2 separate regions of the Oryctolagus cuniculus genome follow, and region 1 is linked to region 2. Evidence: chromatin contacts called from public Hi-C data. All regions are on one chromosome and are shown on one strand. Each heading gives the region's core, a stretch centred on a gene start, on an enhancer-like site or on the middle of the called end of the contact. The rest is flanking DNA. Distances are from core to core; before and after follow the strand shown.

Region 1 (3,834 bases), core at 1,002-3,501, 280 kb before region 2:
AGAAAGAGGCAATTCTACCCCTTCCGCCTTTGCTGAAATGACACTCTGAAGTCCCAAGGAGTGATGGGGATTGTTTTCCTATGTCTGCTTCATCATTTTTTTTTTAAATGTATTTGAGAGTTAGAGTTACAGAGAGAGAGAGGGAAAGACAGAGAGAAAGGTCTTTCATCCATTGGTTCACTCCCAAATGGCCACAATGGCCAGAGCTGGGCCAGTCTGAAGCCAGGAGCTTCTTCTGGGTCTGTCACGTGGGTGCAGGGGCCTGAGCACTTGGCCATCTTCTCCTGCTTTCCTAGGCCATAATCAGAGAGCTGGACCAGAAGAGGAGCAGCCAGGACTTGAACTGGCACCCATATGGGATGCAAGTGCCTTAGGCAGATGCTTAGCCTACTACACCAGTGCCAGCCCCATTCTACTTTATCTTAAACTTTACATGGCTCTGTGGGATTCTTGACACAGGCTGTTGACCAGTGTGACCATATGTTGGCATTAGGTGTAGTCCCCTGACCCCCAGGGTGGAAGCAGAGTGTCCAGGTTCTTCTTTAATCTACTATTTTTTTTTTGACAGGCAGAGTGGACAGTGAGAGAGAGAGAGGGAGAGGGAGAGAGAGAGAAAGGTCTTCCTTTTGCCGTTGGTTCACCCTCCAATGGCCGCTGTGGCCTGGCGCGCTGTGGCCGGCGCATTGCACTGATCTGAAGCCAGGAGCCAGGTACTTATCCTGGTCTCCCATGTGGGTGCAGGGCCCAAGGACTTGGGCCATCCTCCATTGCACTCCCTGGCCACAGCAGAGAGCTGACCTGGAAGAGGGGCAACCAGGACAGAATCCGGTGCCTCGACTGGGACTAGAACCCGGTGTGCCGGCGCTGCAAGGCGGAGGATTAGCCTAATGAGCCATGGCGCCAGCCTTTAATCTACTATTTATAAATTGGAATCCTTTACCCTGTATAAAAAGTTCAAATGCTCCAAAATAAGCTGCTTTGGAACAAGTAATTTTGATTTTTTTAAAGATGATAATCATAGAGTGCTTTGGGGGCTAGAGAAGAAAGGTTAAAAACTCACCTGGCACTTGTCCAGGTAAATTTCAGAGGAAGAGCCCACAATTTGTCCGATAGAAAGTTACTCAACCCAATAAACACAAATACCATTAAATATATCACTTTGTCAAGTGTATCGAAATTTTTTAGGCTGCCTTTGTCCCAGAGGTAAATAAAGTCACCACATCCAGCAATTCAGGTTGAATTACTATTCCCTGAAAAATAAGTTTCATGACTTACTTCCTTTGAGCACAGGGTTCTCTTCTGCAAGTCTGTGCCTCTCTCTCCCTCTACTACTTATCCTCCAACTTCAGCTGTCCAGGAAGCTTTTTCCCAACTCCTAGTTTATGGGCTTCCTCTGTGTTTCCTTACATCTTGTATCATGAGACTTCTTTACCCTGTCCTGGAATAATGAACCAGACTATACATTCCTTAAGGTTAGCAACTTCTGGAATGAGCAAAAATGTGTCCCATTTACCTTTTTATTCCCCAAGATGCTTCACATATGATATCTGACACATAATGAACATTGAATGCTCAGGAAATATATGATCACTCAAGCCTCATGCCCTTCCACATTTTACAGAGATTCTTTTGTCAGGTTATAGGAAAAAAAAACCTGATTCCAATTCTTTGAGCAAAATAGTCCTCTTTCAGTGAACTCACCAAACTGCTACTTTGGCTGAGCCACTTGATTCAAAGGATATTGAGGATCTACAACATGCTAGGGACAGTACCAAGCTGAGAGAGCCCTTATAAAAAGAGTTCATCATCCAGGAGAGAAGATGGCAATGGACAATCAGTTCTCAAGGAAACGTACAGCACATTCGGGAAATGTGAAATTTACCTATCGGAATATGTGCTGTGTTCAAGAGATCCAGGAAGAAGTTGCAGCTGACACTGAATTTACCTAACGACTCGAAGCTGCTGAATTTGGGTGGCAGATGCAGGAAGAGACTACAAGGATGAGTAGGTGGTGTTTGACCTGGATTTTGAAAGATGAGTAGGAGCCTGATGTGTACTTTGGGGGTTGCTGTGAGGTGAACAAGATTTGGTTGCTAACTCATGCACATGTTTGAGCCCCAAAGTCACAAGTTTATGGGACTCAGAGGGTGGGAACAATCCAACTGTGGTGTTCAGGAGGAGGGCCTAGTGGGAGGTCCTTAGGTCTCTGGGTGGAGTGCCCTGAGATGATTATAAAAACCTGCTTCTGGCCATGTGCTGCAAGCTCCTGCCACTGCATCCTCACCAGACAGCTCAAGCCTGCCTCATCTTGGAGAGCAAACTTTTTAAACCGTGAGTTGAAAACAAAAACAAAAACAAAAACACCTTCCTTCATGGGTAGCTTTTCTTAGCTATGTGTTAAGTGACAAAAAAAAAAAAAATCTAGAACAGGTGTTGCTAAAGAATAACGGAGCTCCACAGTGAAGGGGTAAATACAGATTTTATTCAGAAACTATTGCGATAGAAGGAGAGAGCAGAAAATACAATCCACACAACTGGGCTCCATTTCCAAACTGTAATCCTGTCTCAATGAAATCTGCTTTCACCTCTTTCCTGTCTTGGCTCAGGTTTTAAGGAATTTATTGATTCCGGATGTTTCAGATGGAGGCAAAAGACTGAAAAAACACGAAGAAGAATAAAGTGATTTAGGGGAAAAGGAAGACTCCAAAGAAAGTTATCACGAAAACCAGCGCCTAGAGAAACTGCGCAAGGGGCAGGTGAAGAAAAGCTGGTTTCTTTTAATCAGGAAGCTGTTCGGTGACGCTTGGAGAACGAAGAGTTTTTCCTGGTTGTTCACGGGAGTTTATCTGGGAAAGGTAAATCTGAACACGGTTGCATGCAGTGCTTTGCTAGGAGTGTGGACTTCAGCCTGCAGTGCCACCTGGGAGTGCTGCGATCTGGATGGTGTTTTACAAAGATGACTGCGCTCTCCGTGCGAGCTTCAGGCAGCAGCCCCTCTCCTGGCCTCAGTTTACGCACTTGTATTCGTAATAAGAAATAGCTTGCCTCAGATGGCCTCTTGGGTCCCTTCTGACCTTGGCAGCCTGCTTCCCAGGTACCTCTATCTTCCCTGCCCCTGGCTTTGGTGCTTCCAATCCGAACCGGGTAGGGAGGCAGAGGCAGGTTTCCAGGTGAAACAAAGGTCTCCCTTGTGCGGCCATTTATCCCAGGCAGCGCCTCAGGGCCATCTAGTTGCGGGGGAAGGGTTTTCCCCGCTGGCTTTTCCGTCCCGGGTTTCCCTGGAGCAGGAGGCCGGTCCTCCCCACTGCGAAGCCACCCGGCGAGGAAGGACAGAGGCTCGCCCCTCGCGCTGGAGAGACAAAACCAAGTAAGGCCAGGCAGCAGCCACCGCGGGACACCCTGCGAATGCTTGCAGGGCCTCGCGCAGTCCCAGGGTCCAAGGTGCAGGGGTTCAGGGCCGGGGCCTGGCAAGCGCCCAGGGTCACGTGAAGCCGCTCGGCCACGTGACCGGCGGGCCCGGCGCCCTCACGCTCCGCCTCCGGCTCCTCCCCCTCCGTCGCTCGCTCCCGCTCGTGCGGCTGGCGGAGCTCGGGAGATCCCCGCGGCGCTCCCCGCGGCCCGGCCGGACGGCGCGGCGGCGGCGGCTGCCTCGCAGGTAGCGTATGAGTGCGGCGGAGAGCCCACGGAGGTCGCGTCTGCCCCTTTCCCTCCCCGCGGGCCGGGCCAGGCCGGGCGCGCTCCGTTACTCCGCGCCCTCGCCGCCTCCCGGGCCCGCGGGCGCTGCGTCCGGGGCGGGGGCGCTGGCACCTCAGCTCCCGTGTCCTGCGCGGAGGA
Region 2 (3,950 bases), core at 428-2,927:
CTCCTCTCCTGATCCAGCTCTCTGCTATGGCCTGGGAAAGCAGTAGAAGATGGCCCAAGTGCTTGGGCCCCTGCACCCACATCAGGGACTCAGAAGAAGCTCCTGGCTTCAGATTGGCCCAGCTCCGTACATTGCAGCCATTCTCTCTACCTCCCTCTCTCTCTCTCTCTAACTCTGCCTCTTAAATAAATAAATAAATCTTAAAAAAAAAAAAAAAAGTTAAAGTAATGCTTGGTCACAGAACACTGAGGTGTTCCATACAAGGTAGTGAGGAGAGTTACAGGAAAGATGACTTACTGCTGATCTCAGAAAGGAGAATGGTCCGGGGCTTTCTGTGAGCTAACAGGACAAGTGGGGGCCTTGCTGAGGCACGGGGTTAAGCCTCTGCCTGTAAAGCCGGCATCCCCTGTGGGCACCCATTCGAGTTCCGGCTGCTCCACTTCCAATCCAGTGGTGGAAGATGACCCAAGTACTAGCGCCCCACCACTGTTTGGGAGCCCTGGATGGAATGTGAGGCTCCTGGCTTTGGCCTGACTCAGCCCTGGCAGCTTTGGCCATTTGATGAGTCAATGAATGGAAGATCTATCTTTGTCTCTCTCCATCTCTCCCTAGAACTCTGCCTTTCAAATAAATAAATAAATCTTCAACAAAAGTGACCCAGGAAACAGGGGAGGGTCCCTGTGTCCCCTGGTGTGTGTCCCTGGCCCACATGTTCGTTTCTTTCTGTTCCAGGTGTTTGTGGCCAGTCCTCACAAAACACAGCCTATTGTGGAGATTCTATTAAAAAATCAACCCAAGCTCATTGAGTTTCTGAGCAGCTTCCAGAAGGAGAGGACAGACGATGAGCAGTTCAGTGACGAGAAGAACTACCTGATTAAACAGATCCGCGACTTGAAGAGGGCTGCCCCCTGAAGAGCCCGGGTCACCACCGCCGCCACTGTCGCCGTGTCCTTCTGGGTCATCGGGTCACATCGTTCTGGGGAAGGCTGTGGAGGTGCCTCTTTTTTCTCAATTAATTGTTCAGGATAGATGGAGCATAAGCTCCGTAAGTTGGAATGGAAACCATTAACCTAGAATAATATATTCATTCTAATCAAGTGTGTGATCAGAGCCATTCTGTTAGACGGTGATAAAATGGGATTTTAACTTGCAGGGCCAAGCCCTGGGTCACCACAGCCACCAAGTCACGGCACTGCTATGTCCTCAGGGGAGGGCTGGGGGGTGCACATCCCCTCAGCCTGTCTGCACTCACACAGATCTCTTTAGGCACTAAGAGATCCCAGTAGCCAAGGTGAACGTTGTCGGTCATTATCATCCTCTTGCGGCCTACCTGACATGGTCTGACGGTAGTGCATGGTCCCTGACTTTCTGTGGAGCTCAGCCCCGAAGCTGCTCACGGTGCCACCTTCCCTCCCAGTGGTCCCCTGAGCACACCCTTCATGTGGCACCTGCACGCCACCTGCAGCTGGGTTAGCCTGGAAGCAACCCGGGAGCACCAGGAGGGCCCACGAGCTCCCCGGGCACAGAGGACCGCAGGGGTGCCTTGCTCGCTGGAGAGCTGCACACAGAGCCCTGCTGGTGCGCCCCAGCCTCTGGAGCACGGCGAGGGCCGCACATTTCCCTCCTGGCTGTCCTTATGGAGAGCGCTGTGTGGAGCTGGAGCATTCTGCCAGGGAGTCCCTGTGTTGCCAGGCCCGGCCGGCTGGCACCCCGGGGCCAGAGGGTTGCCACGGTGAACTCTCCTCCACAGGGAGACCTCACCCCCTCGAGCTCAGTGTTCAAAAACAATGCGCGGGTGACTGAAGATCACTCTTCAGTTCGTTTTCTAGAAAGTTGTCATTCCACAGTCGTCCATCGAAATCTTCATTGAAAAGGTAGAAAACCTGTGTACAGTTTTGGTCCCAGATACTCTCTTGCAGGGTGGAATGATTAAGGAGTTAGTTGAGCTTCTTAAGGCATAGAACCAAAAAATTTAAAAGGCCATGGTTTATTTTCAGAAGGCATCCAGTGTGTAAAATGGGATTTAAAGCTCTATTTACAAGACACGAAAGGTCCAGTTGCTGGAGCTCCTGCTACCCACGGAAACCATCGCTAATTTTTACAGTTCTTGAGTGCTGTGTTCTTTTTCTTCAGCCAGAAATTCCTCTGCGCAGAGCTGGGAAGAGAAATGTGGTCCCCGGGATCAGTGCTCTGACCTGAGGAATGAGCTGGCAGCACATCTGCCTCCTCCTGGGCTGGCTTCCACGCCGGGCACAGGTCCTGGGGCGGACGGTGCGGGTAGGGCCCACAGCGCCTCCCACAGGAGGGTGCACAGCAGCTCGCCCCCATGACCTGGAAGGTCACATCCTCTTGATAATGCTCCCTGACAGCCCAGAGTCCCTTAGAACTGATTAGAGAGATAAGTGTAGCTATTTAAAAAGGAGGGTGAAACAGCCATTGGGAATGTATTTGGTTGCTCAACAGCGTTCCACACCTCCACGGGACACATGTTTTCCACTGGAAAGCAAGGCCTTGTTATAATTCTTTTTTGATTAAAACAAAAATTCATATTTTATTTCCTCTGGGCTTGAATTAGCTCTTCCCTAGCAACCCTTTATCCCAGCTCAATACCTGTCAAACAGAACACTGGAGTCTCAGATGCAATAAATGAAGTAGCTGGGGTCATGTTGTGATAGGAATTTGTAAATCGTTAACTCTGACAGGGGTGGGGGCAACGGCAGGAATTCACAGTCAAAATATGTTTGCACAAAGACTGCTGTAAATTGTGAGAAATTGAATTTTGAAAAGGTCATATTTAATAGGCTATTTCAAAAGCACACCTTTAAATAAAGACTGACTAAATGAAAAGGTAGCCCTACTCCCTGATGGGCTCCTTGCTCTGCTGGAGTGGGCTTTCACCCACTCCAAACAGGGTAAGCGCCAGCCCTCAGGGAAAGGGCCGGCCTTGGGCCAGCACAGGGGTCCAGCCTTGGGTTCTCCTCGGCGTTCTCTGGCCGCCAGGGGCCTGCACACATTCATTGGGGAAGCCTACAGACCTCCATTGGCTGAGCGCCACCTGCCGGCCACGGCCAGGGGTCAGTGCGCCTTCACATGTGAGGACCCTGAGGCCGGAGGGGCTTCATAGGGCCCCACCCAGCACAGGGGGTGCTGGCTACAAACACTCCGTCAGCTGAGGCCCAGTCCTGGGTCTTTCCCACCCATCCCTAGGGGAGGCCGGGGGCGGGAGTTACAGGGTGAACCCTCCCTCCTGCCCCTACATCTGCTGCTCCCTGGGAGGCTCCGCAGGCATTCAGGCCTGGCGGGAGGCCAGCAGGGATGGAGCTCATGGTGTTCTTGGACGGAGTTCCCCACTAACACCCAGCATCGGCCCAAGCGTGAGCACTACTTTTGGAGGAAAGGCTCGGTGGCACATGTCCCTTGCAGTGTCCCTGACCCCCAGCCTCACAGTTCTCATCCTTAGATGGCTCTGGCAGAGCAGTATGTCCGCTCCGGGAAGAGGGGCTGTGAGCTTCTCGAAGCTTCCATCACTGCCCACAATGGTTTCCCATCAGAGAAAGCCACCACGACCCGTCATGCAGTCTGGAAATGACACGAGACGTGGAAGCCCTGTCACCAGGGTCATCTATAACATGGGAAGGCCCTTGTTCCACAATAGATTTCCAGATCTTACCAGTCTGTTAACATTAGAAAGTAAGCTTTTACGTCTCTTGCTTGCTTTTCTGTTTGATCCAAAAGAATCGACGTGACTGTCACGAATCAGCATCCCCTTGTCCTGGGTGTTCTCTAAGGCAGGTCAGAGTTCAGCAAGGCTCACCCACGGTTGCATAAAGATCTGAAACACAAAAGGAGACCCTGAGAAGCTGGACTCGGTCTGCCCGAGGAGATTGGCGAGTTGGAAGACAGACACGGACAAGGTCACGACTGTGTTTTGGGATTACGGAAAGTGTAGC

The links. Hi-C and Micro-C count contacts between places; a contact is called where the count stands out from the background.
Region 1: a Hi-C map of liver shows a contact between it and region 2, with 6 times the contacts expected there. The contact joins the promoter of RCBTB1 here to the enhancer-like site in region 2. A contact is called at or near these places in 4 of 6 Hi-C or Micro-C datasets (ear pinna, liver, skin fibroblasts and 1 more).

Annotation. Positions count from the first base shown.
Region 1 is chr9:68,905,674-68,909,507 of mOryCun1.1, reverse strand. RCBTB1 (RCC1 and BTB domain containing protein 1) reads left to right here and starts at 2,251. Exons shown (of 14, transcript XM_008273852.4): 1 at 2,251-2,331; 2 at 2,607-2,855.
Region 2 is chr9:68,627,003-68,630,952 of mOryCun1.1, reverse strand. It overlaps CAB39L (calcium binding protein 39 like), which reads left to right. Exons shown (of 12, transcript XM_070048887.1): 12 at 733-1,097. The coding sequence ends at 912. It overlaps LOC138843805 (a long non-coding RNA gene), which reads right to left. Exons shown (of 3, transcript XR_011378803.1): 3 at 3,705-3,832. Among named protein-coding and RNA genes, the nearest start is that of CDADC1, 68 kb to the right of the region's middle. Within about 2 kb of position 1,677, at least 1 of the 8 cell types and tissues checked has an H3K27ac peak or open chromatin away from gene starts, as enhancers often do. A contact at or near this core is called in ear pinna, where this site is marked.